4 separate regions of the Mus musculus genome follow, and all the other regions are linked to region 1. The links are chromatin contacts, called in public HiChIP or PLAC-seq and promoter capture Hi-C maps. All regions are on one chromosome and are shown on one strand. Each heading gives the region's core, a stretch centred on a gene start, on an enhancer-like site or on the middle of the called end of the contact. The rest is flanking DNA. Distances are from core to core; before and after follow the strand shown.

Region 1 (7,460 bases), core at 2,036-4,535:
TATGTGTTTGATGTGTATGAATTTGATGTGTATGTAATTTTATAGATGTGTTCCTGGAGTTGGAGAGTTGGCTCAGTAGTGAAGGGCATGTGCTATTCTTCCGAAGGGCCTGGGTTCAGTTCCCATCCCCCACACTGGGCTGATCGCACCTGGTTGCCATCCCAATTCCAGGGGCACCTGACAGCTCAGGCCTCTTCCACCAGTGATAGTCACATATACACACTCACACACAGAACTACACAGGTACACAGAGGTAAAAAATAATAAAGTAGAAATAAATGAGAAATGAATAATCCTGAGTTAGGTGTGGGAGGCAGAGGCTGGTGGAGCTGGAGGCCACTGTAATCTCCAAATTGAGTTCCAGGACATCTAGGGCTGTACAGAGAAACTCTGTCTTGAAAAACCAAATAAAGGCTGGAGAGTTGGCTCAGTGGTTAAGAGCACTGACTACTCTCCCAGAGGTCCTGAGTTCAATTCCCAGAAACTGCATGGTGGCTTACAACCATTTGTAATGGAATCTGATGCCCTCTTCTGGTGTGTCTGAAGAGATCGACAGCATACACATATACATAAGTAAACAAATAAATAAATTTAAAAAAAAACAAATAAAAAAGAGACATTCCTGCATCTTAAAAGAATTGTTACATTGATAAGTATATATGTATACACATATATTAACATGTAAAAATTGGTTGTTAATGTAATAAAAGACCAGGCCTGAAAGGGTAGTGAATATCATTAGTTAGTAGTTGTCCCTTTGTGTCAGTCAGTCTCCATCAATAAGCAGATAGTGATATTGTGTGTGGCAGTGGTGGCTCAGGCTTTTAATCCCAGCACTTGGGAAGCAGAAGCAGGCAGATCTCTGAGTTCAAGGCCAGCCACAGAGTTTCAGAATAGCCAGAGCTTCATTAGAGAAACCCAGTCTCAAAAACAAAACAGAACAAAATTCCCCAAACAAAATGCCAAAACCCAACAACGAAAGTGACGTTGTTTCCTAGTGTTGGATTCTCACAGTGCAGGAGCTCAGTGTGCTACCCTCCCTGCAGAAACGGGAGAGCCAGTCTTCAGAATTCTATCTGAAGAACCACTTTGTGTCTCTCATGACTGCTAAATGAAACACCTGTGTATGGTTATCTGAATACAACTTACATCTAATTATCCAAAGTCTAACTTGCTTTACACATGAACACGAAGCTGTTGGTGTTTTTAGTTCTAACAAATGAGGAGCACATTAAGAAATAATCTAGTGGTGTAACTAAGGGTAGATGCGTGTTGCCTACCGGAGAGAGACCAAAACACACTTCTTTCAATCAGTTAGTATTCATAACTTTCACATACATGAAGATTTTGTTCCAAGTGCTAGCAAATAACCATTTTATTATATTTTTAGAGCAATCATGTTTATGGAAATATAGATAATTTTACTGTATATTACTCTGTAACTTTTTTTTTTAACCTTTGAAGATTGAATTCAGGGTTTTGTGCCAGGAGGGACTTTATCATTTAGTTACGTTCCAGGCTTTAACTTTTTTTACTTAAAAAAAATGTATTTACTTATTTTATATATGTGAGTGCACCGTAGCTCTGTTCAGACACACCAGAAGATATCCCATTACAAAAGGTTGTGAGCCACCATGTGGTGGCTGGGAATTGTACTCTCGCCACTGAACTGTCTCTCCAGCACCTAACTTTTTTACTTTGAGACAAGGTCTCATACCACTATGCCCAAATGTGATATATATATATATATATATATATATATATATATATATATATATATACACACACACACATACACACCCATATATATGTATGTGTATATATATGTATACACATACACACACACATATATAATTTTTAGCAATTTCATTCCTGTGTAAAATAAGTTGAGTCATTTTTATGCCCCTCCCCCTGCCCCCCAACATTTCCTCTCTCTTACACCAAAGAAACTGGTCTGGTTGCCTTTTTTGTGGTTTTTTTTTTTTTTTTTCTGCCTCTAGACATGGTTTGTAGACCAAGCTGGCCTTGAACTCAAAGAGATACACCTGCCTCTGCTTTCAGAGTCCTGGCTTGTGTCACCACGTCCAGCGAGACTGAGACTTTAAAACTTCAATTTCTTTCCTTACATTTCCCTTTTCTGTTTTAAATCCTCCCCTTAAACCTTTTGCTTTCAGGCCTCAAGTGTGCCAGACTAGCGCCCTACCACTGTGTGACATCCACAGTCCCATCCTACGTATTTTAATCCTGGATTTGAAAACTTGGTTCCTTTCACTTCTCCAAACCCCACTACATGCACACACCCTAGAATGGGGACAGATTTGTGTTTTTGGTCTCTGTTGTATGCTCCCAGCATATGGCACTGAACTGGGTACCAAGGAGCTCAGCACTTATATGAATAGATGAAGAATATAGGCAATAAACAGAATCGACCGCTCCAGGAGCGCCACTTACACCAGAGTTCTGGGAGGCAACCCGGGAAGTTCAGTAAATTGATTTTGTTATTTAGAATTTCTCGGTGCTCGAACCGGCTGCGGTTGTATTATGTCCTTTGAGACGTGTTTACTTGTGCAGTTTGCGAACCTGACGCACACTTCTGTGCAGGCTGGAAGAGTTCTGTGCAGCCAGCAACAGTTTGCAGGTAAGTCCACATGCTTTCACATCATCAGCAACTCATGCTACTCTGACTGCCCGCGTTCTCTTGAGAAATGTGCACATGGCAATTCAGGTATTTCTTCACTGGCGATTTTCCAGTAAGGAGGATGAGCTCAGCTGTACTGGTGGTAAAGGACGTGCAAAGACCGGGAAACGAATTAACGCTCACTTTTCCAAAAGTATCAACTCCCCACTCTAGATCAAATCCCGCGCTCTTGCAATGCTCAACCTGATTCTACCACCATACCGCCCCCGTCAGATACCTATCTATGGCGGGCGGGGCAGAAAAAGACACGTCCTAGCTTCCTCCGAATCAGTTAAGTTTCGTAGAATTTTGGTTTCCTACATTTCAGCTAACATTAGTGAAAACCGCCGACCACATGACACAGTAGCCACACACGCGGGCAGAAGAGGAAGCAAAACAAGAAGAAAGCCGGCGCTCCAGTAGCCACGTGAGGAACGAGTTCCCGAGCGCCTTCTCTAGTGATGACTTCAATTCCCGGCCTGCCCCGGGGCGGTTACTATCGGAGGACTACAACTCCCAGGGTGCAGTGGACCAGTCCGCCGCAACCTCCCACTCGCCCGCCTGCCGCTTGTCCCGCCCCTCCCCCGCCCCGCCCAGCCGGATCGGCATGCGCCTGCGCAGCGGAGGCCGGAGGAGTCTTACCCTAATGTAAGATGGTGGCCCGTCTAGCCGTGGAACCCACCGAAAGCTGAGAGTCTCTCTCTCAGCCGTAAAGGTCGGACTCACTGAAGCAGTCAGGCCCGGTTCTGAAGAGTTTTTTCGCCGACTCTCGTTCATTGGTCTCCTGTGAGGACTCGGCAACGCGTGGAGTCGGCTAAGAGAAAAGCGAGGCAAGGCAGGCGGGTGAGTGTCTGCGGGGCTGGGCTTAGGGGAAACCCGGCGCTGACCGGCTACGAGAGAGCGGAGGCTTCGCTGGGACTGTGCAGGCCGCACCCCCCTTTCTCCCCACCCCCCCACCCCCGCCCGCCTCGTCTTCACCCTCCTCCTCCTCCTCTGGCTGCCTCCTCCTCCTCTTCTTCCTCCCTCTCCCCTCTACGCCACAGCAGTTATCACCAGGAAAAGGCAGCCGGGTTGGAGGCAGCGCGGCAGCGAGCGCCGGCTCTCCTTGGAGAATTTCTTCAATTGAGAACCCAAGAGGGCTTCTCATCACCAGTTTTCCCCGCATTTTTCTGGCAACAGTATCCTTAGGTCTTGGTCCTCCTGTTTCCCCAGCCTCCTTTCCCCTCTGACGTCCTTTCCTACTGGCCCCGGTCTCCCAAGCCAGAGCCATCATTTCCACTCTGACGGGTGCTGCTGCTCACTGCCCACCCGTCCTGCTTGGTGGGCTTTTTTGCCCCTTTTTGCCCCATCCCTTCCAGAAAGGCTGCTCTGGATCTAGCCTCTGCTCCCCTCTGGTGCTTGCAGTCAGCCCCCAGTCTGTCTGCCAGACCCGAGTTGATTCCGATGTGCAAGTCTCCTTTAACCGCATCTGTCATCTTAAAGCCACCTCGTGAGTATCTAAATCATGTTGCTGCTCCGTTGCTCCGTATAACCCACCTGTTTCTTAACCTACTTGAGAATTGTCGGTTCCTTCCCTCTTTCCAATGCAGACTCTTTGAGCACACACTCCAGGATAGGGGAGATGATGCCCCGTGTTGTTCCTTGAAAAGTAAAGGAAGTTAGGAAGTGAATGAAGTGAGTGGGAGACTATTAACGTTAAGAGAAAAGAGCTTTCTTCGGGCTACTCGGGAAAGGAATGTTTTGCTTTTTTGATCTTTTTGTTGCTCATTTGCTATCCTTTTTTACCCCTCTTTTCATTTTCGACCTTCTCCGTGCTACTCAGCATTCTCCTGAATTGCCATTCCTCAGGACACTTGATGTTGTCTCTGATTATACCCATAAAGATCAGCTTAGAATTTCAAAACCAGGTGAATCTAGCGCGCACACACACACTTCATCCCCGAACACCACATGCAAATAAATACAGATGGTATTTTGATTGTATGTGGGTTACAGATTCCTTTTGTATCAATTATTGGCTCCGTTATATTGATGTTTATGTTAATTGATAACATTTATTTGTGATGGGTGCAAATTTGACTTTTCCCCCCTCTCTTTTGATCTGGGAAATTCCCTCTTTTGACATTTCTAGGATAGGAGTTATCAGAATAAGTTGTATGGAAAAACACATTGGGTATGTATGAAGAGAAGTTGATATTTTGGGGTAAACTTAAATTCCTTTTTTTCCCATAGAAACTATGGGGGCTGAGAAAAGAAGTCACAAAGCTGAGCATACGCATGCTTCAATGGCACTTAGCTGTTATTACCTGTAGTAAGTAAGAGCTAGAAACTGAAGAGCAAGGGGTGGCTTATGGTCTCTACAGTAGAGTGAAAGCAGAATTGAAATGCACTAGTTTGTGTAATCAGGAGTTAGAGTATTTGCTATAATACACCACAGTGACATAAAGAATTACCAGAACAGCAAATAAGATTATATAGGTCAGATAAACACATGTCAAGTTTGAACATAAGACATTGTGTTCTTAATATATATATAAAAATATTTAAAGTCACAATAACAGTCTCATAATGAAGTATGTCGCTTATTGGGGGGAAATAGTAACAACTTAAGTGTAAATACAAACGCAGTTCTTCTAGTTACTTTCACACATTACTGTTATTGTAAATCTTACATATTTCACCTATAAAGCTTGACTATTCTTATATTTGATGTTATATTAAGTTGCTGTGAAAAGTTTTTAAAAATGTAAACTAAGGTTAGAAAAGCTGCTCATAAAGCTTCCTCTCCTTCCTCCTCTTCCTCCTCCTCCTCCCCCTCGGCTGTCTGTCTGTCTGTCTTTCTTTCGTTCGTTCTTTCTTTTGTTCTTTCTCTCTTTCCTTTTTTTTTTTAAGACAGGGTCTTTATGTAGCTCTGACTGACCAGCAATGTAGATCAGGCTAGCCTTGAACTTGAAGACAGTCACCTGACTCTTCATCTTGTCACTCATGGTCAAAGCTCTTTATTTCAGCCACTTAAGCCCCAATTTGGCAAAATGGAATAAATCCCTATTCTTCTAAAAAATTGGAAGCATTTTATATAAGCATCCATTGTTTTTAGTTATACCTTGAAGTTAAAAAGAAAATAATACTTTTCGTTTAGTTTACCAATAACTTGTCTTTAACTCCAAGTAAAAAGTAGATACTGGTGGAAAAGCTTGCCACTTTGAACAATCTTGTCTAGATACTCTTGGCAGTCATACTTGGCTGAATTGTAAGCAGTATGTTCTAAGGAGAATGTCTGATAGAAGGGGATGAGTGATTTTTTTTTAATGCATCTTTTCTTTTGTAAAGCTATTTGGCTCACTAAATATCGTAAATAATTTCTCTTCTTCCTCTGGGGTCATCAAATTCTTGCTTCTAGCATAGAGAAGATGTAAAAATGTTCTTTAACACATTGACAGGAGGAAGTAAGCTGAAGTTTATAAATATTTTTGTGTAGTCTTCATTTGTAACATTTAACATGGAGGCGTCATACTTAATGATTTTCTTTGATACTTTGTAGTTCTTTCTGCAAATTGAATAGCCAAAGTCTTCAAATGAATAGATTGTTTGTATAAGGTTTTTAAACATGAGTTATTTAAAGTTGGTTTACCATATAATTTTTTTGAAACTTGCATCTACAAACCTTTAATTTGATTAGGATGAGAGATATAATCAAACACCAAAATACAAAATAAAATTGTTTTGTGACACTTGTCAACTTCCTTCTAAATGGAAATACTAGAGGTAGCTTGCAGCCCATTACTTTGTTTTTGTTGTTCTGAAAGAAGGTCTTAACTATAGCTCAGGCTATCCTGGAACTGACTGTGTAAAAGAAGTTGTCTTCAAGCACAGGGTAGTCATCCTGTTTCAGCTTCCTTAGGCTGGAATTACATGTGTGAGCTACCATGTACACCAGTCCTGGATAACTCACTATTTTGTAAAAGACAGAGGGCATTGCCAAAAGATGAGCTCTTAGCATTAGGAGAATTTTACTTACTTGTTTGGTACTAGGCTAGACTATGGACGTTAAGTGGCCCCCTGCATATTAGACAGTGGCTTCAGGAGAGTGTTTCTGTATAAAGGATTTTGTGTCTTAAAAGAATGAAAAATAATTCATTTAATCAGTTTAGTTTTAGAAGCTTTTCTTTGCTTCCTTCCCACTCCCTGGTTTAAAGTGAGGCAGCACTTTTCACGATCATGATTTTTTTTTTAATGTGACTGCAGTGATTCTTGACTCAACTCTGTTATTGTCTTTGTAGACTGTGTGAGATAGGGTAAATTTGTGAAAGCTTTAGTTTTTGCTAAAAATTCACATAGTTTTGTCATTACCTATATTATCACCTTGACTTTTTGTAAAGGAAGTGTAGTGAGCTAAGTTGGTTTTGAAACAAAAACAGTAGGGAAATAGGTTATTGAGGTTTTTGCTGTTCTAGAAACAGTATAACTAGAATGTACTACATACATTCCCCAAAGGATTTTTTTAATCTAAATGGAACTTGTAAATGGTTTTCATCCCACTGGAATAGCATGTATCAGATAAAACTTGGTAACACATTCTAACATTTTATAAACTTTATGTTCCCATAGAGTTAGTAGGAAAAGTCTACAAATACCCATTCTTGAAAAAAAGTTGCATGAAACCTGGTAATTTAAAGATTTAATGTATTTTTGTTTCTCAGAAGTTGAGAGTTCACTAGTTATGGTAGCATAATCTATTACTTTGATCAGGTTGTGGGTATTTACACAGTTTATTTCAAAATAA
Region 2 (7,460 bases), core at 2,759-5,258, 720 kb after region 1:
AAACGCTCATATACAAAAAATAGAATAAAACTCAAACCCAACCCCCTGCTTCATCCCTCCCCAGTGTCACAGTCTTGGCACCATAGCCACTTTGTAGCATCTCCCCAAAAATAGAAGGCAAAGAGCAGCTCAAACCTGAAATCCCTGTGGCCAGTGGACCAGATACAGGTCCAGATAGTCCAGCTTCAGATCCGAGAGGGTGTTCTGGAAGGCTTTCTTCACCAGGCTTTTCTCAAAGAATGTGGCCCACAGCTGCAGGGTGTAACAGGGGAGCATTAGAACTAGGGAGAGGAAGGCCACACATACTACAGTTACTCCTCCTGCTTGGAGATTTGTACACCCCAGGACCGGCTATTCACTTATAAGAAATACGTTAAGAAATGCAACGTATTTCTTATCATCAGCTCTTAGCAAGTCAACATCACTTCCTAAGTGTTCCCCTATGCTCTCGATATTGGGTTTGTTTCTTAGTCATTTAACTTAGTCGGCCGTTGACTAGAATTATTCTTGTGTCACATGCTTTTCTGTGGCTCTCATTTCTCAGATGGCAGGAGTTGTTTGTGGCTCTTCAAGTTCAAGTATTACGATGCAATAGGAGGGCTGGCCCTTTTTAGTACTCCCTTATCCCCAGGCCTGTCAGGCCCTGTGATGAATGGCAATGAGCATATACACATATACCTATATACACATATATAGGTGTGGCCACTCCAACAGTGGATGTTTTTGTGTGTGGAATTCTACCAAGAGACATAATGAAAGCAGGGAACAAAGGGCCAGGAGACATGCAGGCCCACAAAGAAAGGCGAATAAGCTCTCAAACCTGCCCCTACACAGATACTTCCACCTGCCTTGAAGTCTTGTCCACCAAGTGCATCATTGTACCTTGCTGACGATGAAGAGATCCTCCCGCTTCACAGCATTCTCTTTGATCTTCTCTTGGATAGCTTCTCCCACCTCATTCTCATTGTGATACACATAGGCACAGTCAATGTGGCGATACCCAGCATCAATGGCCGCCTTCACGGCTTCCTTGACTTGGCCTGGGGAAGACTGAAAGGCAATAGAAAAGACCATTAGATGCTCCAAGGCCTCTTCTTAAGGGCTCCACATAGACCAGATTCTGAAAACCACAGCCTTGCTGCAGTCCTGTTCCCAAGTGGACTTGGGAGAAGAAAACATACACTGAGGGGTTTCTCCCAGGAAAAGAAAAAGTGAATTACTTTTTTTATTTCACTAAATTTTTAGGTTATCATACAAAGTGATGGATTTCATTATGGCATCTTAATACACATGTCATTGTCATGATTCTGACTCGTGTCCTATTCTAGTCCTCCAGTCCAGGTTGATCTTGAAGTGCCTCCAGTTTCTGAGTGACAAATGACTCCCCTTGAAACTTGCAAGGCTAGCCTGAAAACTAGATTCTGAGGAGGAGTTCTCAGACTCCAGACAGTTAGAAGGATCTTTAAAAAATATATTATAGCAATGTGATTTGAACTCTGCTATGGTGCAGTATGAGGCTGAGCAGATTCCTCAATTTCCCTAAACCTTGACAGCAAAACATAGCAAGTTATGGGCCCTGCCCCATGAGGCCTTTGTGTTGCCAGCTTGCCACAAGATTGTGAAGATTTCAGCACATCACCTGGCACTTGCAATCCAATATGTAATCACTGTTTCAGAAAAAGAGCAAACAGGAAGATGTTAAATAGGCACTTCATTTCTTTGTCCTCAGTTTTAAACCTAACAGAAACTTTATAAAAATGGATTTTCCCCATATGGACTACAGAGAGAGAGAGAGAGAGAGACAGAGACAGAGACAGAGACAAAGACAGAGACAGAGACAGAGACAGAGACAGACAGAGAGAGAGAGAGAGAGAAAGAGAGAGAAAGAAAGAGAAAACAAGCCAAGGAGCCAAGGGAAGGAGCATTTGAAGTGGGTCACCTTCTGTCCTGACCTAACCAAGCCAGGTATTGGCTTAGGAGAGTAAGTACTCATCACGTACCTCTCTGCAGAGCATGGTGCTGCATGGCTGTAACACCACCATGAGAGGCACAAAGGTAGGAGGGCCAGGCTGTGGCTTTGAGGACAGCCTGGGGCACAATATTATCTCAGTCAATACAAAACAACATCTCACTGGATGTGGTGGCCCATGTTTTAATCCTAGCATTTGGGAGGTGAGTAGGAAAACCAGGAGTTCAGGGCCAGTCTCAGCCACATAATGAATTATTATAAGGTAACCAGGGCTGTGGAAGACTCTCAAACAACAGCCCATAAATAACTCTTCCCCTATTACTAAATCTAAAGGTTCTGTTTTTAAGCATCAAACCTTGAGAAGCACAGAGAGCAGAGATCAACAGCTCTGCCATCATGAGGAGAAGGAATTTCCAGAAACACAAAAGCACTGGGGCCCAGGGCCAAAGTGTCACCCTCCTGCTTGTCCACTGGTGAGCACAGAGTCCTTACCTCGAAAACAACTTCTTACAAATATTTACAAATGCTTTTGGAACTCTGAAAGTGCATTTCTTCTAAATTTGTCCAGGGTGAGTATCCTGGAGATTTGTAATTATTTGTCACCTTGAGGGAATGTGAAATTTCTACTCTGGTTGCAAGTCTCACCATTCTAGTAAGACCCCAATCTAATGTAGAAACAAAGAGAGAACCTACCCTCTGTGTAAAGAAAAGAGAAACAGAGGAAGACTGGAAATGAGTCTTGGACACAGGACAGATGGTGTGATGGTTTGTATATTCTTGGAGCAGGGAGTGGCACCGTCTGGAGGTGTGGCCTGGTTGGAGTAGGTGTGTCACTGTGGGTGTGGACTTAAGACTCTCACCCCAGTTGCCAGGAAGTCAGTCTTCCACTAGCAGCCTTTGGATGAAAACATAGAACTCTCAGCTCTGCCTGTGCCATGCCTGCCTGGATACTGCCATGCTCCCACCTTGATGATAATGGACTAAACCTCTGAACCTGTAAGCCAGCCCCAATTAAATGTTGTTTTTTATAAGACTTGCCTTGGTCGTGGTGTCTATTCACAGCAGTAAAACCCTAACTAAGACAGATGGGTTCCCAAACTACTCCTGAGCCAAGGATGAAGGCTCACACCTATAATCCCAGTATTCAAGAAGCTGAGGCAGGAGGATTACTCCAAATTTGATCAAGGTCATTTTAGGTTAGAGAGAGAGAAACCCTGTCTCAAGAAATCAAAATCAAAACTAAAAACAGCTCCTGGTTAACAAGCTGGCTACTCTCATGTTGTCAGTAATAGAAACAGCAAAGAAGGCAGAGTTAGAAGAAGATGGACCAATGTCAGACTTGTCCCAAGATTTCGTGAGAAATCTGTTTCACTGGGTACTGGGATGGGCCACAGAGCAACTTGCCAGTAGAGATTAACACAGCCAGGGCAGACTTTGAGCTGACTCCAATTCTGTGGCTCTCATGCTGCATGGGTCTTAAGGTGTGGGGGAATCACATGGAGATTTTGTAAACTGCCTGGGCCAGTCCAGTTGTCCTCTGCCTTTCCCACAAGCTCCCAGGCCACTCAGATGTTGGCATAGTCTTGCATCATAAGAGTGGGGTCATTAAGAACTCTATACTCTCTCTCAGTCACTCAGCCAGTAACAAACCAACAGAGACCCTCAGAGTCCCAAGGAAAGGCTTTCTAAGAGAAAACTTCCCTGAAAACAGTTTTCTCCCTGAAAAATTGTACAAATTTAAACCTGATATTCGCCAAGGAAGCTATTGTCATTTCTGGGAAAGGCTCATCTGCAACCCAAAGCAGCTGACAACAGGTGATAATGCTGGCCTTATCAAACCCAAGGCAGATAGATGCTCTGCACAGAAAAGAAAATGTCCAGACCTCCCCTCAAAGGCAGCAGGTGTCCCAAGACTGCACACTCACCTTCCAGGTGCCCAGGCCCACAAGGGGCATCTTGGCTTTGGTACTGAGTTCCACGAAGGTGGCCATGGTTGCTGCAGAGAGTTCTCTGAGTGAGCAGATGAAATGCCTGCTTTCTCTACAAGGAGGCTGGTGACATTTTTATGTCCTGGATAAAGGAGGCGGGCTCTTACCACATTGGCAAGCAGCCACAGCCAAGGGTTGGGGCATGAGAACAGGAACTTCATGTCAATCTTGTGCCACACTGATCATCGTAAACAAAGATTAAAGTCAGCACAGTGCAAAGGCTATCTGGGCAGAATGCATGCTTTATTGGGTATGCGGATCAGAGGTTTGTGAACCTAAGTGACATGGTTGAAAGGTCATCCAAGATGAACTGGTAAGTTTATTTGGGAAGGGTCATTGCCCTGGGAGTGGATATAACGCTAGTGAACTGCGTGGGTGCTCATGCAGTTTGAGGCAAATAAAAATGTCGAGGAAAAATGAGACATCTTTTACAGTAACTACTTTGAAATAACTGTCCTTGGCCACAAAACTAAGGGATGTCTGTTACAGAGGAAACTGGCAGGTGACCTTGTGGAAAGATTTTTTTTTTTTTTAAATGTAGGTCATGGACACCTTTCTAGAAATGCCTGTATCTGTGCGTTTTCTGTCAGATTGCAAGGCAAGAAGATTCCCTGAGGATGAAAATGACCTGCTAGCCACTGGGACAGGTTCTTTCCTAATGAAATTCTCTTTCTCCTTCCTTTGTTTTTCCTTTCTTCCTCGTTGCCTACTTTTCTTCTTCTTCTTCCTTTTCTTTTCTTTCAGATTTAGGGATTTGACCAATTGTGTTTTATAACGACATTAAAAAAAAAAAAAAACTGTGCCTGATTTGAAAACAATCTTTTGTGACTATGAAATGTCATGTACTCAACTGTGAAACGCAAGGATGGTTTATAAGGGTGAGAACCTGAAGCAGAATATCCCCATCACCTAAACTGCCATTCGCAGTGCTGTTTTCTTCTGTCTTTGCATATGTGTTTTATTAATAATGTCTCTGAGTATATATGTCTTAGTTCTTACATACTATACATATATTTTTGGAAGCTAACTTCATAAAACAAACTTTCTAAACATCTACAACAAGTCACTTTGACTTCATGTTTTGGTTTTGTTTCTTACTTTTGCATGTGCCCATGCACGCGTGTGCAGCCCTGTGGAGGCCATCCCAGGACATCAGATCCCCTGGAGGCTATAGGTGGTTGTGAGCCACTGGGTGTGGGAATTGAACATGGGTCCTCGGTTAGAGCAGCATGTTCTTTTAACCGCTAAGCCTTCTTTCCAGCCCTAAAACACCATTTTAAAATTACTTTTACCACATACATTTTAATGGTTGCAAAAGATTTTATTTTGTCAACATTTATTTGGTCATTTCCACTATTCTTAAATATTTAGTTTGTTTTCGATTGGTTTATAATAGGAATGAGTAATATCCCTAAGTGTACCATTGTAGGTATTTCATAGAAGTTCCATATCCCAGGACACTGACAATTACTGCCCCAGTATGTGCAGAGGGTTCCCTCTGTATTTCTTGAGTCTTCGCACATGGGATAGTCTACATGTGCTGTAGAATCTAGCTGAAAGAAGAGCACCAGCTAGCCACCACGTAGTTAGAATTGTAAAACAATGTCATGTACTGGCATACACTTGTCACAGTCAGGTAAATTGGACTCAGGGAGTAGGCTCTGTGGCTAGAGACTGGATAGTCATATGGACATCTCTGAAGCCTACACACAGGGCTCACCCCATCAAAGACCAGATAACTAGGCAAGAAAGCTAAAGATCAGGTAGAAATCATAGCCAAGCTCCATCTCACACTGTGACGTCTCTACATGTTCCCCTCTCTGAAATCCCACTGACACATGGAAAGAGAAGATCCTAAATGCATATATTTCAATCCAGAAATAAATGGGAGTAAAATGAAATACAGAAGGAGACAGGGTCAGGAAGTGAACTAGGTTGAAGCTTTATCAGTACTAAAGATCCTGCAGACTACTTTGCCATGGCTGACTAGAACATCGAGATTGTAGGTAGAGGAAATGCTAGACAACACAGAGCCCCGTTTACAGTCTTCTTATCTACTCTGACGTCTTCATGAACTTCCGATAAGACTTTTGGAATGTATCTCTAGACTGGACACATCGCTAGGCTCCAATCATCACCTGAAGATGTAGGAACGTCTGAGTCCTGTGGGGGAGAGCTCTCTGCTTTTCTATCACCCATTTACCTACTGACAATATGACCCATGTAACTGCTGTTGTTTTGATTTGTGGGTTTCTTGTTTGATCTCTTAAGATTTGTTTTTAAATTATGAGTGTGTGCATATGTTCATGAGTGCAGGTGCCTATGGAACCTTCAAGAGTGTGACAGTTCCCCTAGAACTGAAGTGATAGGCTCTTGTGAACACTAATATGGGTGTCAACCAAATTCAGGTCCTGTGCAGGAACAGCATTGCTCTTGACAACTGAGCCATCTCTCCTATACCTTTTTATTTACTTGAGACAGGGTCTCATGTACATCAGTCTGGCCTAGAACTTACCATGTTGCTCAGGGTGACCTTGAACTTTTGATGGTCTTATCTTCACATCTCACGTGCTAAGATTATAAGCATGCACCCCATGACTGGTTTAGGGGATGCTGAAGAGCAGACTTAGAGCTTTGTACATTCTATACTCCATCTCTTGAGGTTTCCACCACCCTCCAACAGAGCAAAATTTAAGACAAAGTCTTTAACATCTGGGTCTTCAAGGAACATTCTAGATCCAGACTATAGCAGAGTCCATGAAAGAAAAAGCTTTCAGAGAATCCAAGGGTCTTAAACTAATCCTGGCTATGTTTTGAGGTATCATAACACCAGGTAGCTAGAGTATATGTTGCTATATGGCTAAAAAAAATTCGGGGAAATGGCCATTCTTCCTACAGAAATTGTAAGAGTCAAAGTTATGTTTTAAGTTTTAATTGCTGTTCCTAGGAGATCCATAAAACAAAAATGCTTCTTATCTGAAATTCCCTTGCCCAAGGACAAATACTTCCTAAGATGCTGAAGGCTATTGTTTATATAAGATGACAAGCCTATATTTTCACTTCCCTGACAAGTTTGGTTGACCCAACTTCACTAGATGTGCTTGATCATCTGTAAGCTGTATGTACATCAGGATGTGTGCTTGCTCCTGGTTGGATGAAGGTGGAAAGCACATAGCCTCGTGGGTTTGCCTTTATAAGCACTTGACCAGTGTAGCTCATGGCTATTTTGAGGGAACTCTGGATGGATCTGTCCAGAGTCCATTGCCCTGGCCAGTATTTATTAAAGTTTGCTTCAAATTTGGCTCAAAATTGTGGTAGTAGTCTTATTCCTGTCCTGTGGAATTAATAAAATCTGACCTGTTAAGAAAAAAAAATAGGGGCTGGTGAAATGGCTCAGCAGGTAAGAGCACCCGACTGCTCTTCCAAAGGTCCTGAGTTCAAATCCCAGCAACCACATGGTGGCTCACAACCATCCGTAACAAGATCTGACTCCCTCTTCTGGT
Region 3 (7,460 bases), core at 2,826-5,325, 640 kb after region 1:
TGGAGGCCCTGGAGCCCAACTCGCTCAAATCCTCGGTAACCAAAGGCCTTTCATGCAAACAGTATTCTCTTGGCAGGCTTTTACCCATAGAGAACTACTTTATTATAAAAGGAGCGAGGACAGTCCCTTTCAGCACCAAAGTCATTCTATTTAATTCTTAGTAGACAAGAAAAGTGAAGAGTGGTTCTCAACCTGGGGGCCATGACCCCTTGGGGATCATGTATCAGATACCCTGCATATCCGATATTTACAATTCATAACTGTAACAAAATTACAGTTATGAAGCAGCAGCAAAAATAATTTTATGGTTGGGGGTCACCACAACATGAGGAACTGTCTTAAGGGGGTCACAGCATTAGGAAGGTTGACAGCCCCTGCCTTAGAGGCACGGGCAACGTGGGGACATTGAGGGATGTTTTTACTCAGCTGCAAGGTAAGGCCCATTCTTTATGTTTCTAATCAGCAAGCACATTGCACACTGAACTGAAAAGAACGATTTATAGATTTATCTAATCCATATATATCTCCTCTACAGAAACCCATTCATAAGTTGATAGCTAGTGAAAAGGTCTATGCATGACTAAAGTCTGACAGGAGACATAGGACTGTGTGCATATCTATCAGCACCTCACAGGCTGCTGCAGACAAGGTCTGCAGCTAGTGACCCTACGTAAGTTCTAGAACACAGGACCTTTAGGAAGACTAAGCATTGCACGTCTAATCAGCCTTGCACTGGAAAACTTAGCCCGGGCAATAAATGAGAAAGTGAACTAACAGCCACCTAGAGTAGACAAGAAGGAGAACTATCTGCAGATGACAAGACCACCACCACCTTCCACACAGGAACACGTAGCATTGACAACTCTAGTGTAAGCAAGTGAGGTCACTCTCAGGCCCCACCATCAGTACAGACACCAACAGGAGAGTGAAATGACTCACACAATCCTAGTCACAGTAGTATCAGAATCAGAATGAATTTTAGCCAAGAAGGGAAACAATGTAAGGGCATATGATTTGAATTATCTCGATTCAAAGAAATCCGACATGTATGACTGGAAGACTTAATATTAAGAGTGTGGCTCAGTCTGTAAAGTGCTTCCCATGCAAGCAAGACCACCTGAGTTTGAATCCCCGACGCCCAGGGAAAATGCTGCAGATGGCAGGATGTGTCCGTGACCTCGGTGCTGGAGGGATGGGGACGAGCTGATCCCCAAGGTCACTGGCTGCCTCAAACTGTCCAGTTCAAGTGCAGTGAGAGACACTGCATCGAAAAATAAGGTGGGGAGCAAAAGAGGAAGACACCACGAGTTGACCTCTGGCTTTTACACACACACACACACACACACACACACACACACACAAGATGTCAATTTTTTTCTAGGTTAATGTATAGGCCCAACATAATCCCTAACAAAATTTCAGCTCTTTTTATAAAAGTTGATACAACCTCAAACCTCACAGAGATCCAAAGCACTCAGGAAAGTGAAGAGAGAGGGTAGTGCCCTTCAGCACCAAAATCACTCTATTTAATCCTTAATAGACAAGAAAGCACCGTGTCAGCTCTCAAAACTTCCTATGGAGCTCTAGACTGCGGAGAGTGCCGTCCTCGCAGATGCTACACAGCTCTCGCAGTAAGGACCGACAACAGATCAGCAGGTGAGAAGTGAGAGCAAAATCAGCCTTCACAGTTTCAATCAACTAATTTCCAACACGTGTACTGAGGCAAGTAAGAGCAAGAGGGGTAACCTTCTCAACAGCACACACACAGGCACACAGGGAGGAGCAAAGTCCTTGAATTAGGACAATGGCTTCTTAGACAACACGAAAGCACAGCAACAGAAGAGAAGAAAAATGAAATCTGTGTATACAATTGTCAGGTTCAAAGGGCACCATTGCCCTTTGAAGATGAAAAGACACTACAGAGAGTAGGATAATTTTGTTTATTTTTACAAAATCATAGGGACGTGCATTAAGACTACACAAAGAACTACTATGCCTCAAAATTAAGACAGTGTCCGGGGAGCTGGCTCAGCGGCTATGAGCACTTACTGCTCTTCCAAGTTCAGTTCCCAGTACTCACTTGGCAGTTCATGACTACCTGAAACTCCAGCCTGAGGGGATCCAACACCTCGGAATTCCCTCAGTACACACATGGGCTGGGACTGAAGCCCAGTGACAGTGCTCGCCTAGGATGCACAGGACCTAGGATTCCATCCCCAACACTACCAAGAATGTAGCTTTTAGAAATAAGATCTTCCTGAGAAAGATAAAAGGAGACATGAAAAGATGAGTGGCAGTGAAATAACAGGCAAAAGATCCGAGCAGACATTTCTCCAAGGATAAACCAGAAAGCGCTGGCAAGGACGACCAGCAGCCCTGGTCTTTCCGGAGATGCAGTTCCAGCCCACAAGATGATGCCCGTTCGCGTCAGTGAGGTGAACACAGCAAAAAGGCAGATTATCAACAAGCATTATCAAGGATGTGGGGAGATTATAAGTATAATACAGGATGAAATCAGGAGATCAGAAGGCTATAGCTTCTTGGGAAAACAGTCTGAAAATACCTCAGGCATATGCCTAAGAGAAATAGAACATATGTCCATATCAAAAGTTATATATAAATCTCCACAGCAGCATTACAGATAATAGCCAAAATACAGAAACACTGAAATTGCTGCCAACTAGTGAGCAGATGAGTGTGACTGGGCAGGATGGTGGAATATTATTTGAACAGGGATGAAACACTGATATATGTTATTGATATGGAAAACACTGTAGTAAGTTTTTTTTTAAAGTGCTGGAATATAGCTTTCAGTAGTGCTTGCATAAAGCCCACAAGGCCTTGGGTTCTGTCCCCAACAATATGTAAATGGCTTTTAAAAGGCCAGTCACAAAAAGACTACTTATTGTATGACTCCATCAACAGAAAATGTTCAGAGCAGAGAAGCCCATAGTGACGCAAGTGGATTAGCAGCTGCCCAGGGCTGGGAGAACCAGACATTGCCATTGGAGGAGCAGTTTCCTTTGGGGAAAAATTAGAAGAATCTATCTACATTTGAATCAAGCTAAGCATAACTTACATATTTTATTATCATTATTTCTTACAATAAAAACATTCCAAATCCTTTCTTCTAGTTTTCTGAGCAATCTTGAACATAACTCAGCTGCTGTCGTCCTACCACGTATGCAACAACACAACAGAACTTCTTATTCTGCTACAGCTGCGACTTAATACCCCTTGATCAGCATTGTCTCTGGTCCTTACTTATAAACACTGTGTCGATGGATCGAGGACCGTGGACATCACTCACATCCACTGGACCCTCAGATACGGATTCAATCGGTCACCAATGGAAACTGTCGGGAAACAAATGCATCTGCACCAGTCGAAACCTTTTCCCCTTGCCACTCCCTGCATCAGAGTAGAGCACCGATTCCCACAGTTCGAGGCCACAGACAATCTGAGGAGTAGGAGGCAACGTGCATCAGCTATGTACAGACACCACCTGCTTCACACCGGGACTTGAACATCGACCTACAGATTTTTGTTAACTGCAGGGACGTCTGGAACCATCCTCTACAGTTACTTGTACAACTAACTACACACTAAAAACCACTCTCAGGGGCAGTTACATGTGGGTTTTAGCTCACTACAGCTGTTAACAAAAATACTAAGCAGATCCAAAAGGCCTGTTCAAGTCTCAAGGCTTTTAAGTCTATAAAAACTGAGCTGTCCTTGCAGTCAGCACTTAAACCCTGGTCTTCTGCATTGTTTACTGCTGTTTCTAACACTGAAGGTGAAAGAGAATGTTTTAATTTTTGCTCAGCTCTGGTAAAGGCTGCGTGCTAACTGGACATCAGTCCCAGTGTTCTCACAGGAAACAGGGAGGAGCAAGTCTGTCTGACTTAAAACAGCTAAGCCCAGGAAGCAGATGGCCAGGTCTAGAGGTCACCTGTGCGATCTCAGAAACATGTTCTAGGTTTGCATCAGGAAGCTGGAGTGCATCACAGGGGACTCAGTGGTTTGACTTCGATGCAACAGGAGCCAGCAGGCCAAGTCCTTGCCCAAGGTTTGCTTTTATTTAATGACTCATCCCTGTGTGAGTCCACTAAACAAAGGCCTCCAGACTATAGCATGCCACTAACAGAAAGAGAACTTAAAAAAAAAAAGTTTCCAATGAAGTTAACATTCTATTTTAATAATGCCTCAAGCTATTCACAGAGTAAACTAATTACTTACAAATTCTTAAAATGCTTAGACTGGTTACTAATCAGTCAATGAGACCTAAGCGGCTGACATTTTAAAATAGCAAATTAAGAAAACCACAGGGAAGCCATTGCTTGTTACTAAAAGTTGGCATATACTAAATGCTTCATCCTAGGAAAGCTAAGTAAACAGAACTTCCCCGCTGCACTGCCCCAAACCAAACCAGCAAAAGATGCTATGCATTATACTCTTAAAAATCCATCCACTGGGCCACCAAACAGAAGCTAAAATGTGTAGTCAGGTATCACACCTCCTGCCTAGCTCAGCTTTTGATTTATTGATTTGTTTATTTATTTATTTAAATCATTAGGACTCATGTAGCCCAGGCTAACCTTAGCCTCACTTCGTAGCTGAGGATGACACAGAATCTCCGATTCTCCTCTTTCCACCACCACCACCCCCCCCCCCGCCCCCCCGGGTGCTATGAGGACGCCTGCACCACCACACCCAGTTTTATGCAGCGCTGTTGATCAAAAGGCAGGGCTTCACACATTCTAGCAGAACACCACCCCAGTCTCCAGTTCACGTTTAACCAAGTCCAAGAGCGCCTTCTTGGAAATGGCACCAGGTTCTTTCTCTCTCTCTACCTTCTTTCCATCACAGTCCCTCTGAAGCCATCTCTTCACTTTACACCTGGTGTCTTCAGCGTTTAACTATGTGGCACAGGCTTGCCTTGAACTGGAAATTTTCTACCCCAGCCTCTGGAGGGCCGAGCCTACCATAGGCAAGCATCGGAATACCTAGAGCATCTTTAATTCTCCAGTCTCTATGCAGGAGCTTCTCGAAACCCACTGCAACCACTGGAAATGGTGGAAGCATTTCAGATAAGAAAGAACGAAAGTTTAGGAGAAAACCATGTGAGTAAATTGATACCCAAAATGGAAAACTTAAATAACTTATTTTCTACGTGCAGGAGTAGCTTCCGAAAGTCAATTTGCAGGCTGGGCGTGGTGGCGCACGCCTTTAATCCCAGCCCTCAGGAGGCAGACGCAGACGGATTTCTGAGTTTGAGGCCAGCCTGGTCTACAAAGTGAGTTCCAGGACAGCCAGGGCTATACAGAGAAACCCTGTCTCGGAAAACTGAAAAAAAAAAAAAAGAAGAAGAAGAAGAAGAAGAAGAAGAAAAAAAGAAAGTCAACCTGCCGGCACTCCCTCTAAGTCATGGTAACAAACTAGAACACAGGACACTGTACTTCAACCACAATGCCCCACCCAACACCTCTGGGAGAAGCACTTGAACAAATCCTGGCTTCTGCCAGAATGAGAACTCTGCTCTGTGACTCCAGCTCTCCGGGCAGTGCCTCACCATCCTTACAAGAATATAACTGGAATCTGTGCATCTGTGAGCAGTGCTTTCGAAGGTTGCCTGCTAGGAGGCACAAAACATGGAGCTATATGGTCCGTCAGATACATTAGGTATGTCACCACTGGATCCACCAAGAATGCACTTTTTACATGGGATTGCAGGTTATAAGGAATAAAGGTTAAAGATTCCCCAGCAACAGGCTTTTGCATGAGAGCACTCCAAGGAAGGTCATATCAGATGTGCATTTTTGGGTGACATTTCTGAAAGATCAGAAGGGGCACATAGGATCCACCATAGGCAGGACCTTGTGTGTCTCACTCATTCATGTGTACTCTAGCTCCTGGGCCAAAAGCAGGACTTGAATCACTGGGCCCTGGGCATACAGTTGAACTGAGTGAATTCTAACTTTCTTGGCTTTCAAGTCTAGTCTTTATTGTTGAAGCCTTGATTAAAGACTTTTCTCATTATGAACTGAGCAAGAAACGAGGTGTGGGAGGTGCATTTAAACAGTTCTTAGCCTGGAACAAAAAAGTTGTTTATACCTAGTGCTAATCAAGCAAACTGCACAAATCTGTTCTGTGTGTTCTTTGGCTTTTCTCTAAAATGCCTACAAATCTTTTAGCAGCAGGAAATGGGGAAAAGCAGCACTCAGGGACACAGGAGGAGTTGCTACAGGACGAAAGGAAAGCCCATATTTTAGGATTAAAAACAAAAAAGCAAAAACACCACCCAGCTTCAGTGAATCTGGTGGCAGCCAACTGTGAGACCCCCACCCACCCCTCTTTGTCCCCACTGGACCTATGGGACAACGACGCTGTGTATTCTTCTATTATCAGTAAGGGCTGAAAGAAGAGACTGTCCATTACAGGTGACCATACAAGTAAATTTAATTTTAGACTTCTAAATTTTTAGTTTCACATACATACAATTAAAAGATAGCCTGGGGAAACCAAAGAAAACAGGGTATTAAATTACCCTGTAACCTGATGGCAGGGTAATAGCTGCTGCTTTAAAATTAAGCAAGAGAGAGATGAATTCACCTTTCAGTTTTAGTTAACTTTTCATTCACTATAATTTACCAAATTTATTCACTTAAATCACTTATAATTTAAATAATGTATTCAAATAATTATAATTTAATTTGTTTAGTTAAATTACAGTTAAAATCTTACGCTATTTAAGAATAAAGGCTACTATAGATTTTGTAGGCTTGCATAAAAGCTAGCTCAGCTCTACCACTAAGCAATTATTTGTCTCCCAGGAAAGAGGGCTTGAACTCCATGATTCTGAAAATATCCTACTAAATGCCAAAGGTGACAAACACCTCAGCCGCCATTGGCAGCCAGCTCTAGCTGACCTTTCCTCTCATTTCTCTCATTTCACGTCACCTTGTGTCTGACTTGCTGTGTGTGCAGCTGTGTACACTTCTCCAGGGACAGAGTCCAAGTCTTATACAAATTTCTTGCCGCCACTCTTTATCCCTGTCTTGCATCTGCCTGATCCTGTGCTTAAACCAGACTAAACAATCTACTTCCTCTGGCAAGGTACAGACCACATCCAACACTCAGTTAGGTACTCGGCTTTTCCTTCAGTGTGGACCAGCAGGAAACAAACAGGAAGCAACTATGCCAACCACAAGAAAAAGAAACACACGCCTGTCTGGAACTGTGCACAACAGGTTGCTTTTAGCTCTCCCGCGGGCATTCAAAGTTCTCTTGCAGCGTTGTGAGAAGCACAACTGTCAGGGGCGAGATCGGCTTTAACCTGGACTTACTGACAAGATTGTAGGCAATTATTTATGGTTCTGAAAACCAGTGAAGCAGTCCCTGGGGGAATTTTCTTACTGTATAGTATCCCATGCCTTGTTTGTCTTCTGAAAATATTAAGC
Region 4 (7,460 bases), core at 3,335-5,834, 540 kb after region 1:
TCCAACTGTTCTTCACTGCTGCTTAGCGACCCTTTCATTAATCCTCTATCTTCTCTTGGGTACTTGCAAACAGCCATTTCTGAATTTTTCTAACCCCAGTAAACTTCCTATTGAAAACGACTTCTTCCCTGGATACGGGTCTCCTGTCGCCTTTTCCTTGGAATGGGAACACACTCTTCCTACATATCCCTACGCTCAGAGCCATTTTCTTACACCAGGTCTGAAAAACAAGAGGCACTCCTGAGCTGGGTATAGAGGTCCATATCTGTAACCCCAGTACTCATTTGGGAAGCTGAGGCAGGAGGTTTGTGAGTTTCTAAGCAGACTAGATGAGCTAGCACAAAACGCTATCTGAAGTTATCTCTCTGTCTCTCTCTGTCTCTCTGTCTCTCTCTGTCTCTCTCTGTCTCTCTCTCTCTGTCTCTCTGTCTCTGTCTCTCTCTCTCTCTCTCTCTCTCTCTCTCTCTCTCTCTCTCTCTCTCTCTCTCTCTCCCCGTTTGAAGACAACTGGCTGTGCCCTCTTCTGCTTGACACTCGATGCTGTCTGGTTCTCATCCTACAGCTGAGCTCCTGGTGACTTCCAACTCAGGGAATTTAAGAAAGCTCCACGTCTGCTTAGGAGATGGAGGAGCTGAACATGTAAGGCATAAGGGTGGCACTGGGCTTTCGTTAAAATTGAGAATACTAAACAATGAGGCCAGCAGAGGAGAGAGGCACAGCTCCTGGAGAAATCTGGTCTCAATAAGGGCAGAAACCCCAACCAGGTGCAGCTGGTTACCTCATCCTGCCTACAAGGCCCAGGCATGACAGGCTGGGATTAATTCCATCCTTTTGGCTAGAGGCAAAGAAGCCACCTCATTTGCTAAGGCCTGTCTGTTGTCAGCACTTTGTCACTGGTCTGTCCACCTGGCTTCTTACATTCCCTGGTTCCTGGATACTGCTCTGCTCCACAGATAGCCTACCCTGTTCTGCCTTCTGCTATCTGTCTCCTCCCTAGTCTCTGATCTACAAAGCCGAATTTCAGATGGCCTTGGGGGTAGACCAGTTTCTTAAGGTTCTAGGATCAAGGTCCTAGAAAGTACTGTGTAAGATGTCTTAAATAGGAGGAAAGAGGAGAGATCTTCAGGGAAGACAAGAAATGATGGTGACCACCACCCAGAGTTAGCATAACAGTCATAAGATTCAAACTGAAAGCAGTTTAGGCTCTATGGGCCTACTGGGAGAAGAGACAAAACCTAAACCTGTCATCTCGTTTAGACATCTTAACCACTGTGAGATGGAAGCGAGGCGTGCTGATTGCCATGCTAGGAGAGGCCAAAGAGTTGATAGCATCCTTAAAGGTCAGGGTTATTTAAGCAAAGGAGACAAAACTAGAATCAAGCTCTCACTTTGGAGCTCATGAGTTAAGCCTCAACTAAGAGTATCTCTTTAAACTGAGCGGCTCCCCCAGCCTCCAAGCATCTAGATGGGCTTGACAGATGAAGGGCTTTCTTTTTTCTTTTTCTTTTTCTTTTTCTTTTTCTTTTTCTTTTTCTTTTTCTTTTTTTCTTTTTCTTTTTCTCTTTTCTTTTCTTTTCTTTCTTTTCTTTTTTTTTTTTTTTTTTTTTTTTTTTTTCAAGACAGGGTTTCTTTGTGTATCCCTGGCTGTCCTGGAACTCACTTTGTAGACCAGGCTGGCCTCAAACTCAGAAATCTGTCTGCCTCTGCCTCCCAAGTGCTGGGATTACAGGCAGTGTGCTACCACGTCCCAGCAGGACTTTCTGTTAAGAAGCTAATGGTGCTATTTTGGGGCTCTGAGAGATTTACCCAGAAAACGCCTCCTTAAAGTTTGAAGATCCTTTTGGCAGCATCTCCCTAACCTCCTTCCCAGGCCTACCATGTCATTTGCATTCCGAATTGTCAGCATTTCGAGCCTCCCCCCTCCCCCCCATCCCCAACCATGGCCTCACCCCACCACATTTCCAAGCCATGTGACAGACACCAGGCAGATGGGGAGCTGGCAAAACCCTTCTCACGTTCATCTCTAAGTCACTTCTCATCTCACTGAAGAGTGACTAACCAGTAATCAACTACCATGAATGACAAGTGGACAGGACTGTGTGAGTTTTCAAGAAAAGGCTTACACCCAAGCTAGACTCTGGAACCACTCTATGGCACGCCTCTAAACCAACCTATTCTACATGCAGAGAACAGACAAGGCTTGGGACTAGTGAGGAGCCAAGGAGAATGGGAATAGTCCCAATTGTCAGGAAATCCATTCAGGTGTCTCCTTTAAGCCCTTGACTATGAAATCACAACCTGTCTCTTCATCTTCTCTCTCTCTCTCTCTCTCTCTCTCTCTCTCTCTCTCTCTCTCTCTCTGAGGTGTAAAAATAAATCACATGCCTAATGCAATCTTCAATTTGGATGCTTTAAACTGCACATTCTGTTGCCTTTCAAAAATGCTAACAACCCCACACTTAGCCTGTAAACTGGTTAAGTACATACATTCTTCACGTGTTCTAAGATCTATTCTTTTCTGCAATTCTTTTTTCACCCAGAGCTTCTCCTATGTTTTTCATTAGATGGTTTTAATGGAATCAAAGTTCCCAGGCTGTGGCTTCACAGAGCTCAACTTACCTCCCTATTAGGGGAAAGCTCTCCCAGATTGTTCTTCACCGGGAGAAAGTAGCATCAAGAACTGCCTGACAGTCACCATGAACTGAAGCCCCTCACTCTGTGTTAGGAGAACACACTCGGTATTATTCCAGAAAATGTTATTTTGTAGTGATTGGGGGTGGGGAGCATGTGAGGGGGATGGGAGAAACTGGTCATAGAGAAAATGAACTTTCAGCCACTCCAGGATGTTGGCTTCAAAGTGGAATTTATCCTCAAATCCAAGATTATAGATTTCCTTCCAAACTGCATTCCCTTCGTGGTTTAGAGAATACTTGAGAAAGAAATTGCTTTCCATGTTTTCATTGACATTAACCCCACCACCACCACCACCCCCCCGTACAAAGTTTGGAACTTGATGTCTTTGGAGGAGGGACAGTAGTCGAGCAGAGCAAACGATTGCCTGCAGCCTTCCCCTCACACTTACACACTTCCTCAGAGACATTCCAGGGAAAGAAACTCACAGGGCAGTCTGTTCTCACGTGTCACTTCTCAAGAAATCCCCACCCTTCTAAACACAAGGATTCCTTAGCAAGTCCCAACCTCAAGGCATCGCAGTCTATGGCAAACATAAATGGAAGCAGCCACCTGGGAACGCTAGAGCTTACTATGAGTATTATTATTTAACTGCTCAGACTTACTCTTCTTCTGCAGGGCACCTTGTCTTCAGTAAGTTCTAGTTCTCGTGTCTGGTTTTGCCTAACACTAAGGGACTGTGCTGCTTCCATTTACAGCCCCACGCGCAGAGCCTCGTTGCCAGCAGGGATCTGGGAATACCAAGCTCTTTGCTCTCTGTTTCTGACCATGGATTGCCATGGCACTGAAATTCCCCCACCCTTTACAATCGGCTCTTTCTAAAAGGAATTACCGACTACTACCAACTTGCGCTACTGACTGAGATGCCCAAATACGTCTGTTTGGAAATAAGAGCTCCTTTCCTTCCTTTCTGGAACGTTCCTCCAGCTCCTATCTTTTCAGACCCTCGGGGGGCATACTTTCCAACAGAAATGAAGATTTCTCAAGAAATATTTTGGTAGGCAGTTACCCATGATTTCTACACACACGCCCACTCATGCACACATTCTCTTGCTGCTCCGGTTTATAGAAAACAAACAGGGCAGGCATCTTCTATTTCAGCAAATAACAGATGAGCGGCACTCGCTGAGTTGGTGCTAGTGGTAGAACTCTGACCTTATTTCTTTACATCTCTGAAATCCCACTTCTAAAATCCTGGTAGCAGAGTAAGAGGAACCCATTACTTAGCTTAAAATTAGCTTAAAACAAAAACCCAAACCCACAACAAAACAAAACAAACATTCTTTGTCTTAACAACGTAAAAAGCCGTTGATGTTATTTTTTTAATTAAAACCTGAATCCTCTTTAAATGTCTGCTGACCAAAGATGGGAAAGAAACTGCTAAAGGGACAGAATCCTCTCACAGCTGCTGGCCTGAGGATTCCGGGTACAGACCACATCCCCCTTGGAACAAAAGCGCATCCTGGGCAAACGCGCTGGTGCTCCCTGATCCTGTCACCAGGAGATGACACCGTTTGTGCCATCTCTATAAACAAAACTTGAAGTTTCATCACATTGACCTTCTGGGAACAGGTCAGGAAGTCCAGGCGCTGGCTTTGAGAATTTACGTGGTCTGTTGCCTGCCTTGAAAGATTTTGCATATCCAGCAGCCTTAGCCAGGAATGTTGCCTGAAACCTGTAGAGCAGCCCCAGCTTCCCTGAAGGCGGAGAAAGAAAGACTTTGTCTCTTACCTCTAGGGCAGCAACTTCTTCCCAAGGAGGGATGTCCTGCTGTCTGAAAGCAGGGATTCCTTTAAGCAACCCAGCAAGAGAGCAAGCAGGCAGGCAGGCAGGCAGGCAGCCTAATGCACACTGCTCTATTCAATAAAACTGCAGACCGCCCTTCCTTGGCCCCTCCCAGAAGTCCATGCTAAGTGAACACATACCCCCTATGTTTACAGTCAGCAGGCGGTGGTATGCATTGTCCTGTAGTTTTTCTAATAGGCAGCCAATGACGACACCCTAGCCAAGGTGATGCTGTCTGCCCGTGCAGATGCCTGTCATTCCCTAGGCATGCTCAGGATATCACTCATCAGAAAAACCAAGTCCTAAAAAGCTTGAAACCGTGAGCAGGCTGCCAAAACCAGCCGGCTCCATGCCCTTTTTTGGTTATCCTAAGCAGGGCCTCCTGGAAGCAGATCCATTGTCAGGAACAATCATAAGAAACGTTAATCTTGGAGAAAGAGGCTGTCTTGTAGAACACAAATAGAGCTTTAAAAAGAAAGTACAGTCCACGAGACAATAAGTGGACAGTTAGACACACTTACAGGGGTGAGGCTGGGGGTGGGAGGAGACATTTTAGTCGAAGAAGCCGTAATAGTGTATTTCTTTGCAAAGCAGTTTCATTATAAAAATAAATTTACATTATTATACGAGTTAAAAATCTGAAGTGGATAAGAAGCAGGGCGGCTGGCTGCACAGGCTAAGTTCTAGCCTAGAATATGTCTATGTGTGTTATGGGAACAACTGACAAAAAGTATAAATAAAATGTATCAGTCTTTTTAGTACATAATGTTGGCCAGGAAAAAAAAAAAAGGTGAGGCCAGAAGCTAGCAGATAGAGTCCTAGGCTTAAGAGAGAGCTTTATTGGCATTTCCTACCAACACCCATCTTCCTTTCTTTCTTCTGTCTTGGCAACAAGGAGATTGTACTAGAAATGTGTAAAAACAAATGTGCAGAGAAGGACATAGAGAGATCCAGGACCTGCTTTGGGGCAGGTATAGATAGACACATATGCTCTCACAGGTGACACAGATGTCCTAGAACATTCTAGAAAGCCAGTGATAGGGGAGCCCTGAAAGATGCTGAGTTACAATGCAGGTCACTGGCCCACACATGCATCCAATTGTGGTCTTGTAGTCTTTGGAACTCATTCAGTCGGTACTTAGCTTTTAAAAAAAATGGAATACTTACTGTTTGTCAGACCTGGGGCTTAGCACGAAATCCATGTTTCATTACTGATACTGTCTCATCACCGACCAAGAAGTTTTAAATATTTCCCCTGGCTAATTACAAGTCCAGAAGCTTAATCAACACATGCAGTCTGACTGAAAAAGCCTTTCTCTATTAATGATGATCTGACAAAGAAGCTGTCTCTATTCAGGAAACAGCCCCCGCCCTTTGTGCTTCCTTGAGAATGCTTGGGAAGCAGTCGGTCCACATGGGTGAGTTTCTTCTCCAGCCCCCAGTTATTAACCAGTCACCCAGAAGTGTCTACATGGACCCCCTACACTTCTTAGGGAGGTAACTTACCTCCTCTGTGTTTCTTGCTTTCTTCTACTAAACAGCTCTAAAAAAAAGTTACAGCAAAGACTACAGGGTCCAGGGAGAGTTGGACTTAAAGCATCCTTGAACCAGAACTGAGAGAGTACTTTCCCAGACACACAAGATAAATAACTTGTTGGTGGGAACCACACTGTTAATGTTGCATTTCAAGTTCACTGTAGCTCAACCAGGTGAGCACAGCCATGTTCAAAATTGTTCTTTTGGGAAACCTCTTTCTGATCCCAGATAAATGATTTGAAAATAAACTTTTTGGATCATAGCCAGTTTGGCAGCTGGGGAAACCCTGTATCTGGCTGGACAGGTTGAAAGACAGAGTCAAGCTTCTTAGTCTGGCAAAAGACTGAACTTGAAGACAATAGCAGACAGACATGAGTTTCTGCAAACATCTCAATCATATCGATACGACCTCTGCCCAGGGATTTTTCTGGGTGCATGAACTCAAGGCTGGATTAGGGAGGGCTGTGTGAAAGGGCTATTATCCACAACTGGGGCAGAAGGCAGCCTGAGCAACATACTCTCCACTTACACCAGGGATGCCTCTTGAGTGACCGGCAGCAGGGCGACATTTTGTAGTCCATGAGGATTATATTTTGTTGTTGTCTTTATGGTTTTCTTTTTAAGGACCAGCTTTCCAGAGGAAAGAGAAGTTGTGCTATGACAGGGGGAAATACTATCAACAGGAAACATGGAAGGGATGAACGAGCTGTGTGGTTTATAGAAGATAAATAGCCGAATGTTTTGGGTTATGCCTTTTGGGGGAAAGAAGTAGGCTTCTCTAGATAAATTCTAGACATTTCATATATGCAGTATAGCACATGGAGAGCCATGAAGCTCACTTTACATATCTGTAGTAGAACTGCTGTAGACGAACTATAGATTCAACACATGTTATATAAATACATCACGATAGAGAAAACAATCTTTCTTTGTCATTAAAAGAAAACAGAAATGTTAAAAAGAAAAGTGATGAAGAAACATGTTTATATGTTGCCTAATTTCTTCCATGGGAATTTCACTTCCATTGTATTTAATTTTTCCAATTTATACATTTGTGTGTATATATAAATGTATGTATACACACACACACACAGAGTTTATATAGGACATTCCTGTGGAATATATTTCCCAATGGTATCATCCCAGATACAGAACAGCTTGTCTATCACAGGACTTAGTCAACCATAATGGATGTAAAGAGACTTTTAGAAACATTTTCATGACTCCTTATACATTCTTTTCTTCTTTGGTTCCTAGAGCTTGCTGTCAAATTGATCAGCATCTGTAACTATATTTTGTTTGTGGTTTGACTTTGAAAAGTAAAAGCAGGCTGTGTTTTTTGTTTTTTCATTCAAAACAGGAATCTACTCCCTTTAGTTCATAAAAAAAATAGACAAGATTTTAATTTATAAGAAATATACTTTATTGAACAGACAAGAATTTTTTTT

The links. Promoter capture Hi-C pulls out the DNA fragments that hold promoters and counts their contacts. HiChIP or PLAC-seq counts read pairs in DNA pulled down with a chosen protein or histone mark.
Region 2: a contact with region 1 is called in a FOXA1 HiChIP or PLAC-seq map of pancreatic cancer cells. The contact joins the promoter of Akr1b7 here to the promoter of Cnot4 in region 1. A contact is called at or near these places in 1 of 39 promoter capture datasets (pre-B cells) and 2 of 115 datasets of contacts at active chromatin or transcription factors (microglia and pancreatic cancer cells).
Region 3: a contact with region 1 is called in a promoter capture Hi-C map of the 3T3-L1 cell line, with 2.3 times the contacts expected there. The contact joins the enhancer-like site here to the promoter of Cnot4 in region 1. A contact is called at or near these places in 6 of 39 promoter capture datasets (the 3T3-L1 cell line, cranial neural crest, erythroid cells and 2 more) and 1 of 484 Hi-C or Micro-C datasets (muscle stem cells).
Region 4: a contact with region 1 is called in a promoter capture Hi-C map of the 3T3-L1 cell line, with 3 times the contacts expected there. The contact joins the promoter of Cald1 here to the promoter of Cnot4 in region 1. A contact is called at or near these places in 3 of 39 promoter capture datasets (the 3T3-L1 cell line, liver and stem cell-derived epiblast-like cells).

What each region holds. Positions count from the first base shown.
Region 1 is chr6:35,129,562-35,137,021 of GRCm38.p6, reverse strand. It overlaps Cnot4 (CCR4-NOT transcription complex, subunit 4), which reads left to right and starts at 3,285. Exons shown (of 12, transcript NM_001164413.1): 1 at 3,285-3,520. Gm33046 (a long non-coding RNA gene) reads right to left here and starts at 3,491. Exons shown (of 5, transcript XR_868974.2): 1 at 3,320-3,491; 2 at 2,452-2,774.
Region 2 is chr6:34,408,910-34,416,369 of GRCm38.p6, reverse strand. It overlaps Akr1b7 (aldo-keto reductase family 1, member B7), which reads right to left and starts at 4,008. Exons shown (of 10, transcript NM_009731.2): 1 at 3,895-4,008; 2 at 883-1,050; 3 at 136-252. The coding sequence starts at 3,960.
Region 3 is chr6:34,494,961-34,502,420 of GRCm38.p6, reverse strand. All of the region lies in intron 2 of Bpgm (2,3-bisphosphoglycerate mutase), which reads right to left. Among named protein-coding and RNA genes, the nearest start is that of Gm52898, 13 kb to the left of the region's middle. Within about 2 kb of position 4,075, at least 70 of the 459 cell types and tissues checked have an H3K27ac peak or open chromatin away from gene starts, as enhancers often do. A contact at or near this core is called in muscle stem cells, where this site is marked.
Region 4 is chr6:34,595,628-34,603,087 of GRCm38.p6, reverse strand. Cald1 (caldesmon 1) reads right to left here and starts at 4,584. Exons shown (of 14, transcript NM_001347100.1): 1 at 4,423-4,584.